Linked DNA regions of Hordeum vulgare: all the other regions are linked to region 1. A link is a contact called in public Hi-C data. All regions are on one chromosome and are shown on one strand. Each heading gives the region's core, a stretch centred on a gene start, on an enhancer-like site or on the middle of the called end of the contact. The rest is flanking DNA. Distances are from core to core; before and after follow the strand shown.

The links. Hi-C and Micro-C count contacts between places; a contact is called where the count stands out from the background.
Region 2: a contact with region 1 is called in a Hi-C map of leaf, with 7 times the contacts expected there. The contact joins the promoter of LOC123426787 here to the promoter of LOC123426786 in region 1. A contact is called at or near these places in 1 of 6 Hi-C or Micro-C datasets (leaf) and 1 of 1 datasets of contacts at active chromatin or transcription factors (embryo).
Region 3: a contact with region 1 is called in a Hi-C map of seedling, with 1.9 times the contacts expected there. The contact joins the promoter of LOC123430308 here to the promoter of LOC123426786 in region 1. A contact is called at or near these places in 2 of 6 Hi-C or Micro-C datasets (leaf and seedling) and 1 of 1 datasets of contacts at active chromatin or transcription factors (embryo).

Annotation. Positions count from the first base shown.
Region 1 is chr2H:486,669,022-486,672,661 of MorexV3_pseudomolecules_assembly, reverse strand. It overlaps LOC123426786 (splicing factor YJU2-like), which reads right to left and starts at 1,910. Exons shown (of 8, transcript XM_045110668.1): 1 at 1,581-1,910; 2 at 223-372; 3 at 1-129. The coding sequence starts at 1,778.
Region 2 is chr2H:487,379,035-487,382,674 of MorexV3_pseudomolecules_assembly, reverse strand. LOC123426787 (protein TIC 40, chloroplastic) reads left to right here and starts at 2,092. Exons shown (of 14, transcript XM_045110670.1): 1 at 2,092-2,493; 2 at 3,361-3,469; 3 at 3,550-3,607. The coding sequence starts at 2,316.
Region 3 is chr2H:487,361,256-487,364,895 of MorexV3_pseudomolecules_assembly, reverse strand. It overlaps LOC123430308 (septin and tuftelin-interacting protein 1 homolog 1-like), which reads right to left and starts at 1,728. Exons shown (of 1, transcript XM_045114178.1): 1 at 588-1,728. The coding sequence starts at 1,728. The coding sequence ends at 625.

The sequences.
Region 1 (3,640 bases), core at 661-3,160:
AGACCGCATTTCTTCTAAAGCAGCAAGTATGTCCATGTCCTGCTTTGAATCCATTGCTCTGTTCTCCAGTGCTCTCATTGCATCGCCCATCTCCTCTGCTTCTCGTTTTCTCTTCTGTTTGTCCACGACCTGAACAACAGAAAATACATCACCATATTGCATTGAAACTCAAGCTGGTCGAAACATAGAAGCTGTACTTAGAATTTGCCCTATATCACTCACCTCATCCTCTTCACGCCAAGGTTCAAAATTGCGACTAGCCCCAGATTCCACCGTGTAGTCTGAGTTCTGAGGGTCTGTTTTGAAGGTCATCTCAGCTGAGCACCTAGTACACTTGAAGTAAAACCTAAATATTTGTATGCCCAAGTATGTCTGCACATAGAAGAAAAATAATCATATTAGCATGGATTTAAATTGTATCGATATCATCAATAACTAAAATATGCATCATCAACATGGTTACAAAATTCAAGAATTCCAAGCAATGGAAGGTTATGCTTCCCCATATATAGTGATAAACACTGGATGCAGACAGTGGTTGTAAATTGGACTCGACACTCTCAGAATAACAGTTAAACTGCATTATAGCTACTCTCTCCCTCCCATATTATAAGAGGGTCTTCTACACTAGTACTCCCTCCATTCCTAAATATAAGTCTTTTTAGATATTTCACTAAGAGACTACATACGGAGCAAAATGAGTGAATCTATACTCTAATGTATGTCTATATACATCCGTATGTAGTTTTCTAGTGGGAACTCTAAAAAGACTTATATTTAGGAACGGAGGGAGTAGAAGATAGTTCAGGGTGCTTCGAGATTAAATGTGAGTTAGAGCATCTCCAGCAGATCACAAGAAAACTCCCCCTATAAGTAGTTATAGGGGCTCTACCAATAGATTTATTGGTATTCGCATGTGTGCTGCCATTGCAGATCACCAATAAACTTATCCCCAATTTACTCCCGTCGTGTGGGGCCAACATGTCGGTGAGCTAAAAAAAACTTCCTCTCTCTCTCTCTTCTTCACGAATTCTCTCATGGCACAAGGCGGGGCGAGGGATTTAATGGTGGCTCGGTGATGTGGCATTTATAGGATGAGTTGTATCTCCCCCTCTATATAGGGCGAGTCAGGGCGGGTTTTTTGGTGATCACCATGAAGTTTTGAGGGAAAGGGGATCTGCACCCAACTCACTGAGTTTTCGTGGAAAGGGGATCTGCTGGAGATGCTCTTATTAACTTTGTATGCCCCATTTTTGATATACTTCATATAAGCATGAACTTTGTGTTGCATGCCAATGAAGATTATGAAAAATCAAAGCAGACAATATGATTTGAATAGCTTCTTTGACTACCCTATACAGCTCGGATCACTATGTTATAGCTTTTCGGTTTTGCACAGACCGGAACAAACATCAATGGGCAAACACCACACCACGGCAAAACTGACACCATCGCTTGCTAATCGGAGCATGAAACGACTCAAATTGTGCAATTAGAGCCCAGTGTGGCGCTAGGGTTGAATAACAAAGCCTAGGTATCACGACAATCGGACGGGTGGGGGCGCAGCGGCGCGTGCGTACCTCGCCGATGCAGTCCTCCTTGCGCGAGTTGAATTTGGTGCCCTTGTAGATGTAGGTCCCACAAGTGCCACACCGGATGCTCATGGGAAGCATCATGCGAACCGTGATCTGCTGGTTCTTGGGCTGCTTCCGCCGCGGGATCTTCGCCGGGTCGAAGTCCGGCGGGTAGTACTTGTTCAGCACCTTCCGCTCACCCATCGCGCCGCTGCCGGAAAGCTCGCCGGAGCACTAGTTTGGACGCGGCGGAGAGAGGGGCGAGTGGGTCGTTTCGAGGGCGGCGTCTGAGGGTCGTAGGAAGTCGTGGTCGGAATTTGGGTTGCGCCGGCAAAGTTCTCACGTCCCCGTGCCCTTGACTGGGTCGCGGTGGTGGACCCACCCGTCAGGAAGACTAGTACTGTAATGAAACAAAACTATATTGAGAAACGGGATTGCTAAGGTGTGTTTGGTTGTAGGAGTAGAACCAAATATAATGGAATGTAATGGTTTCATTCCAGTAGAATAGAATAGTTTCATTTTCATGTTTGATGGACCTAATGAGATGGAATTGAACGGTTTCATCCCACTATTTGGACAAAGGAATATGATCTAACATGTGTCACTCAAATTTAGTAAACATTATTGTTACTGTAGGTTATCTGCAGGACATTTTACTACATTTAACAGCACCCAAATAGTTTAAGTTGGATCTCCAAATTATGAACCACGAACTGCCAAAAGAATACCGGATACATCAATCAGCACTATGGTTTGTCAATATTTGTATTGATCGTATGTCTTAGCATATACTTCCTCCGTTCGGAAATACTTGTCCTAGAAATGGATATAATGGATATATCTATAACTAAAATAAGTCTAGATACATTCATCTTTAGAACAAATATTTTCGGATGAAGGGAGTACAACGTATACTAACGAGTAGTGCGCAGCGGCACGCCGCGCTATAAGGATTGATAATATATTTAGTTTTCTTATAATATTTGATAAGTCATCCCAAGACTTGATTCATGGTAAAGTAGTTTGTACAAAACAAAAGATGCATCTAGTTGATACATATATAAGTGATAAAGCTCTTGTTCTCTTCTTACACCTAAGATATTGATCCTGATGCGGTGATAGTGCTGAATCAAACTACCGCCGCAACTCCTAATAGACATATTATCACCAATCAATCTATTCAAGTCGATTCACGGAAGCATGCCTGACAACACGAGGCACCAATTGGTTCACTATGTGTTTGTTTTGTTATATTTTAAAAATTCGTTGTACATACGTTTACGTAGGACCATGGGCCATAAGAACAACACAAAATTTTGCACCACATTAGAAAATACTCAATTTATAATCCTCAAAGTATAGGCATCCTATAAAAAAGACAATCTTCTAATTCACATGCCTTCAAATTTCAATAAGAAACAATTAATGTAGAGTACTATATAGTACGAGCGAAAATTTGAGAGGCTTTTGCGTGTTTAGCAAATTGATAATTGAAAGCACGCTAGTAAGGTGAGATACCATCTGACCGTCCATGAACCAAAAAACTGGAAGAGCTAGATGAAATACCATCTGATCGTCCATGAAACAACAAACTGGAAGCAAATTATTACGGAGAAAAGTCTATGTAGATGATAGCATCCAAGATCACTAAAAAATTGCTTAGCATCTATAAGCTTCCAGATCAAACACATATTTCAGTGTTACCTATATATTCATATAACTCTGCTGAAGAAAAGGTACTGAAAGCTAATGTAAATTTCTCCGGTTGATCAAAATTCCACAAACATAAGTTCCAAAATCCTGATGAAGGGAGATGATCGAAGCAACCCACATGATCCCGAGCTGCAAGTTGGGCATGAGCTCGTAGTGCTTGTCTCCCTTGACGATGGTCTCCCCCCGTTGCTTCGCCTGCTGAGGGGACACCCACTTGGTGATGCGCGGCGCCGGGGACAACGACGGCAGAAGTAACCGCTCTCCCTGTTGGGGAACGTTGCATGGGAAACAAAAAAATCCTACGCACACGAAGACCTATCATGGTGATGTTCATCTACGAGAGGGAGATCGGA
Region 2 (3,640 bases), core at 843-3,342, 710 kb before region 1:
CGCCCATACACCTCCTCGCGGTGGAGTTCGATACGGGCCCCTTCATGCATGAAGGGCTGGTGGCCCATGGCCTCCTCGCGATCCGCCATCGAGGCAAATCGGAGGTACATGGCGCCGATCGACGACAGAATCGTCTCCGGGAGGAGGTGGCCGATGGAGCGAAGGACGACCGCTTAAACCGATATCTGTCGTTGTGGAACGCGTTCGACGACTTGATGGTGACAACCGCCAACCTCATAGCCGCGGTGTAGTCACCCTTAGGCATGAAAACCTCAACCGAGTCCGGGCGCCTTGACTCTGCATCAATGGAGCACCCAGAGGACCTGGACGACTCCGATGTGGCAAATGAGCCCACGGGAGAGGAGAGGGCGTCGCCCGAGCCAGCTCCACCCCCGCCCTGCCTCATAGGGAAGCCCGCAACTAGAACGTGGTCGGGGGCACGTGGCACCGGCACGACCAACTCCGGGTGGCTGGACACCGACGAGGAAGGGATCGGGGAGGGAGGCGGCGAGGAGACATCCTCCGACGTGGAGATATCACGAAAACGCGGCTCCACCGGCGCCGCGTCCATCGGCTCCGCAACAGGGGCAAGGGAGCTAGGCTCTCCCAACTCGCCCCCAAGAAGGGCCAGGCTTGCAAGGTGTTTGGAGGAGTGGGCACGCATCGTCGGGTATGGAGTGAGCGGACGACGAGCAGGGGGAGGCGGCGGAGGAGGGGGCAGATTCGGGACGGGGGCTGGCCGTGCGGGGGAGGCAGAGGCCGCGGCGGGGGACGAGAGCCGAGGAGGGAGGCCATGGCACAGCGAGGCGAGCCTGCGCGGTGCCCAGAGACCCGACAACGGCGGCAGCGAACGGGGTCGCGATAGTCGCGTACGAGATGGTGGGAGGAGAGGCAGTGAAAACAACTAGCCCGGGAGAGAGGAGGGGCGAAGCGCGAGTTTTTTCCCTACGCAAGGCAGGTGAAAGCAACGTGTCCTTGTAAGAACTTTTCCCCACGGGAGTCAGGGAAGTAAACGCAACCGGGTCCATCACCGCGGAGCTGTCAACCTCCAGGCAGTCAATGCGCAATGGACAACTGCTAGCAACGCCTGCGTTGTTGCCGGGAGGCACGACCAATCCCGTCGGGAGATCGGGAGCATGATGGACAATGGATTCGCAGGGGTTTTTGGCGAATCAGCAACCGAAACGGTGTCCGAAGGCAGGGGAGCAAACCGAGGCTATTAACTCCGGAGGGGACAGGGCACCAAATGCCCAACAGGCTAATGAGGCGAGAGTAGCTAGAGGCCACAGTTACAGCCGGTGGGTGGCAAGGGACACCAATTCGCCTCACTCGAGCCAGAGGCATGGCCGCTGCCACGCGGGCCCTTCCACGCGACGCAAAGAGGGACAGGTTAATGGCAGGCATGAGGCCAGGGCCAACACGATGAGGAACGCGGCGATCGCCGGACTGGCGACCTCGACACAGAAGACGAGCTCACCGACGCGGACGACCTTGAGAGACTCGTCCGGGGCACAGAAGAAGTAGAAAGGGAGGCCAGTGACCCCTGCAGCCGAGAAACACGCCCCCGGGAAGGGCGCGATGACCCAGAGCACGTCGGGCTTGCCCAGGTCAGGGAAGGACCCAGGATCATGGGACATGGAGGAGAGAAAGGCGCGAGCACACGCTCTTGAAGGCCGAGCCTGGACACGAACCAACGACACAGGGACGAGCACGTGTCACACTACCATGAGAGAGCAAACAAGGGTTACCTCAGGGGAAGCCAACGTCCACATCGGCGGTTGGGGGGTGGTCGACGACAACGGGGAGAGGAGAGGCAGGGGCATCGGGAGCCCCGGCGGGGCCAAGCGGGGCGGCGGAGTCGCCGAGCGCGTCGCGAGAGCCCACACACATCTCTCCCCCCACAAACTGCTATATGTCTCGCTATCTGCGATTGATTGTATGAACCTTTCGTGACGAGTAATAAGTACATTATTAACCTATTTTTTTTAATAAATACATTATTTCACCTAAAAAAACCCAGAATGTTGCACACTTGTACTAGTAGGAATCTCGTCGTTCTTCCAGCAGAAAGTCTTGTATTGTACGAGTGGATAGATGTTGCTCTCCCTCCCCTGTTAGCTGTTACTATAGCCTGCCTGCTCGCTAACCACCCTTACAGCGAGAGGGAGAGGGAGAGGGCTTTGGTTTCGCCATCCAGTTCGGCTTCTCCGCACGCAAACCCAAAACCCTAGCGCCAGCCACAGGCGAGAGCAACAAGGCCTCGTGACCCGGAGACCGGAGTGAAGCTAGGCTAGGCTGCCTCCCCCAGGCTCGTGATGGAGAGCCTCGTCCTCGCCTCCTCGTGCTCCGCGTCTCCCCGCCTGCCCCTCCTCTCCGCCTCCAGCCGCCCGTCGCGGCCCCTCCCGGCGGCGCCGCTCTCTGCTGCCGCCGGCCGGAGGGGGTCCAGGCGGCCGAGGCTCGTCGTCTCCGCCGCGTCCCGCGGATCTAGGAACGGTGAGGGCCTTCTTCTGTCGTCTCCGTGAATTGTGCTGTGTTTGGATGCGATGCGACCCCGATGCGCTCTTTGATTGGAGGAGCATGCGGCACTTGACTAGTCCGAGCTCTAATTCTCTTGAGATTCTACCGGCGTCTGTGGGGCTCTATACGTTAGCTAGATCCACGGCTGATGATTCGACCTTGTACTTCTCCTATATGTATTTGCAGTACGGGCAGATGATAGCAGCCTGGATGATAGCTTGAGATTAGGAAGGGTTAGCTTATCCATCCGTGTCTCTGACATACTGCTTGATAATAAGTAGATAATGCGCACCTCATTCATCATAATTCTTTTTTTATAGTACGAGTAGCTGATAAGCATAGTGTGTTAGGCCCTGTTTGGAACCACTCAGATCATATAATCTGATTTTTATAATCTATTATGTCTCCAAACATGACAAATTATATTGCAGTTTATAAAAACTAGATGTCCAGATTATTAAAAACTCATAATCTACTCTACCCCAGCTAAAATCAGATTATGGATTACTAATGACCCATTACCCTTGGAAACTTGGAGATAATTACCTACTGCCACCGCCACCGTCCTCCAAACATGCCCACCTAGATTATTACCTTTGCAGCTAAAAAACAGAGGGCAGACATGTCATTGTACAATATAAAACCTAGATTACAGTTTATATAATCTGGCCTCCAAACATATCCACCTAGATTATTTTTATAAACCAGATTATATAATCTATCTTCATAATCCAGATTATTATAATCTATTGTGGTTCCAAACAGGGCCTTAGTTTGCACCCATTTTGATATTCTTGTTCTTATTTTTTACATACTATATGATGTTTGCCACATCAGTTTCAGATGGATTGTACACAAAGGGATTTGCCAGCATATCTTCTTCAACCAGCAGCGAGAATACATCGACGGGAACTGGTACCCTGCCTCCCATGCCGCCCCCCTCATCATATATGTGAGTTCTCTCTTTGTTTGCCTACATTTCGTGTTCTCAAGTTGACCTTCCCATGATGGCGAGTTCCAAAATCTTTGCAGTGGTTCACCTGTTTTCTGGATTGGCATTGGTGTAGCATTGTCCGCGGCATTTTCCATGGTGTGAAATTCTGCTTCCTGTTATGCTTTAGTT
Region 3 (3,640 bases), core at 479-2,978, 690 kb before region 1:
GCTAAAACTTGCAGGCGTACCGATGTTTCTGTCAGACGAGGTGCACCTCTTATTGATGTGCTTGCCACATGAGTTGCATATATCTTTATGATGACATATTTTACATGATCTGATTGATGTGCTGCAAATGCAGCTCGGCTGTTTCACCATTATTATATCAGCTGATGCTCACTCCAGTGTGAACTTTCGACCATTTGTTTCCTTGTAATGTCTGTTAGTAAACGAGTGGATACTCAGAAACGAAGATTGTTCAAGTGTTTTCAACATTATGGAAGCAGTTGTCTGGATGATACCTTTTCTCGTCACATTTTTACCTAGAATGCCGGTATATCTTATGTTCCGCAGGATGATAACATGTTTCTGTCATTATAACTCCAACACACTACAATACACCACGATATACATCTGTTTGTAATTATATCTCTTGTAAATTAAACAAACAAATTATTCCAATTAATTCCGTGGGACTCGAGTGAAAATGTACATTCCTTGCGGCTTCAAGAAAGGAACATTTCTTAATCTTGACTGTCTCTGATGTTCCATGATATTATTTTTAGAAGATAACGAGTAACTGCATCTCTACAATACAAATTGTCATGCAAGACAAATTACAGTAGATGCAGACTACAACTTGCTAAAAAGACTGTCGAGGTCTTGCATTACAGGATCGACCATATCAAGGCCAGCATCAAGATGCGCGAGCACACTTTGGTCGGCGAGCAGCTCCGGCGTGAAGAGCTTCTTCCAGCCGGTGCACCATGCGGTGGCCTCCCCCAACGAGGGCTTGGCGGCTTGCAGCCAGTGTCGCAACGCGTCTTCCCACTTGTCAAAGAAATGTTCGGCTTCAAGGATCGACACCACGTCTTGAGCGCGCATCAGAGGTGCCCACAACATCACGGTCCGGAACGAAGGGTCCGTCTGCTTGGGCGGCGTGATCCTCATCTCCCGTACTAACCGTGTTAGATATGGCAGGATGTCACGTTTGCTGAAGGTGTCCCATTGCACCGGGCTAAGGTATCCCTTCCATGGCGATACGACTTCGTAACCACGGTTGCTGATCTTGCTCTCCACGATGCCGTAGAGGCTCTCTGGCAAGTGTCCGATGAGGGGAATCCACGGGCGTAGCCAGTCGCCACAGTCCGGATCCCATGACGACGGCTTCCACTCTCGCACGCCGGCGACCATCCTCGGCATGATCACCTGCTCGATTATGTAGCGCGCGGCGGAAGGAGGCAGCCCGGCTTTGAACGTCCCTGGCACACACTTCCCATGGAGCCCCTTCTTGGACTTAGCCACGGCCTTGAGCGCATCCGCCGTCTCCACGCGGTCGTCCCCTTGAAGCCTCATGTCATGCAGGAGCGCGAGGATCGTCTCGCAGCACTCGGTTTCGAGCCGCATGGCCCGTGCAATATCCTCCCACTCGCGGCACTCCTCATCCACGGGTGGCTCCGGCGGCACGTGGAGACCATTGTCGTATGGTTTCTCACGGTAGCCGAGGCCGGCCCTTGGACGCCGCCGCACCCGCACGACGGCCTGTATAGGCAGGACGATTCCTTGCCCCTGCGCGCCGAGGCCTGAGCCTTCCCGGTAATTCCATCGCCGCATCATGTTGGCCACCGCCCGGCTGGGAAATGCCAAGCTGCCCGACATGTCGGATGGGTTGGGCGGCTTGTTCTCGGCGGAGTCGGTCCCGTCGAGCAGCGCAGAGACGTCGATGCTTATGGCCATGCGGACTGTAGAGCAAGGGAGCAGCCGAAAAGCCTGGTGCAGCCGAAAAACCTGTTGCGAGATGCATATGCGCGTCAATCAATATATGGACAGACCACGAACCGTCTTGGGAGGCTGGGGCTCCTGGTTCGAGCCGAGCTCGTTCCTTTTTGAGGCATTTTTCTTTTGTTTCGTGAAAAAACGGTTCGAGCCGAACTCGGCTGTTCTTATGAAACCGATCTCTATTCGGACCTGGATTTTGTCTAACACTATGCACGCGCAACTTGTATCCTCGCCGCCCATCCAGCATGCAGTCCCATCAGCGTGGCCCACCAAATTGCCAGCCATGCATGGTATTCCATCCTCACATGGGGGTCTAGCGCATGTATATCAGGCCGTATAAAAAAAATCAAAAAATGCTAAACATACGGACACTTACATGAGTTTTACGAAGGCCTCTCCTCTAATACTCTCCATCCCCTGATTTTCAGATGGGTGGCCCCTCTTTCACCTTAATCCAATGCTAATTTGACACCTCAAACCCAGTCGTAAAACCCCGTATGGGTCCGTCGATGTAGCATTACTGATAAAAAATAGATGCAGGGTCGGGACCTATAGATTCGTCTATCACTAGGTCATGCACTGTCCTGCAGATTCCTGACCACTATGTACATGAAACTTTTTAAGATTTAAAATTCAAACACGGGTTATCTTGGTTGCATGCGATTCAAAAGTTCTTTTTATAAGTGATAAATAAAAATGTATCAAATTTCATTTTAGTTTATTCTAGAAGGAAAAAATTGTATAAATAAAACTATACTTTGTAACGTTGTTTCTGAACTTTGCCATGAAATTGAAGTTCTTTAGGTTTCAATGATAGAGTTCAAAAACGGGATTAATAAAGTTACTGTACTTATATGAAGCTATGGCAAAGTTTTCAGGAAGTCCTCGTCACATACAACAATAAAGTTCTTTGGTAAATTATACAGAGTTCCGTTAAAACGGAAAGTCCTTCGCCAAATTTCAGCAAAGTACAATTAGGGCATCCAAAAAGTTCTTGTGCAATTCTGCCTAAATAATTGCAATCTATGCTGGGAACCAGCAACACTCTTCCATCGTGTATGGCAGTCGTCATCCAGCCTCCATTTCATCCTTGTAAGTGGAGTATGAAAGTTAAGAAAGATGAAATCAGGCCAAAACCAAAAGACCAAAACCAAAAGTGATGGATCCCGATCCTAGATCACTCACGACAGAAGAAATTTTGCACACTTGCAATAAAAATCCTTATCACCATGTAATACAAATCCATGGGCAAGCAGGAAAAAGCAATCCCAATCCTTATCACCTTGTAAAACAGCTCCTAGATTTGGCAAGCGGGGAAGGGGGGATTAACTGCCGGAGGATGCACAACACAACTCGTTCGTCGCGGGATCTGGTGCTAGGAGGCGTCAATGCAACGGAGGTTTGGGGATGGCGGACTGCCAGATCTGCACCATACTGATTGATGGCGAGCGATCCGGGGACTCTGTACCGCACGCCGTGGTGGGGAGGACCATGATCTAGTCGGAGACCTCCAGATCCGGAGGGTGGCCGCCTATGGTGGAAGGGATGGAAGGGCCGGCTGGATCTTGAGATAATGGAGAAAGAGTGAGAGAAAGATCGGTGGTGTCCGGTGGACATGGAGAGAAAATAGGTAGGGTGTGTAGGCATGGTGCAGAACTGCACATATGATTTGACTGTATTCAAACAGCATGCTCATGAGAAAATGGAAGGAGGGATAATTGTGCGGGGCCAGGTGGGTCATGGTGGCTCGCATCCATAAGCCATAGCGACGGCAACGATAGGGGTTGCGCGCACAATTAGTTTGGAATAACCATATTCGTCTCTATTCGAGCATAAGGAGGCCTCCCGTCGTAGGAAAAATAGTTTCCTA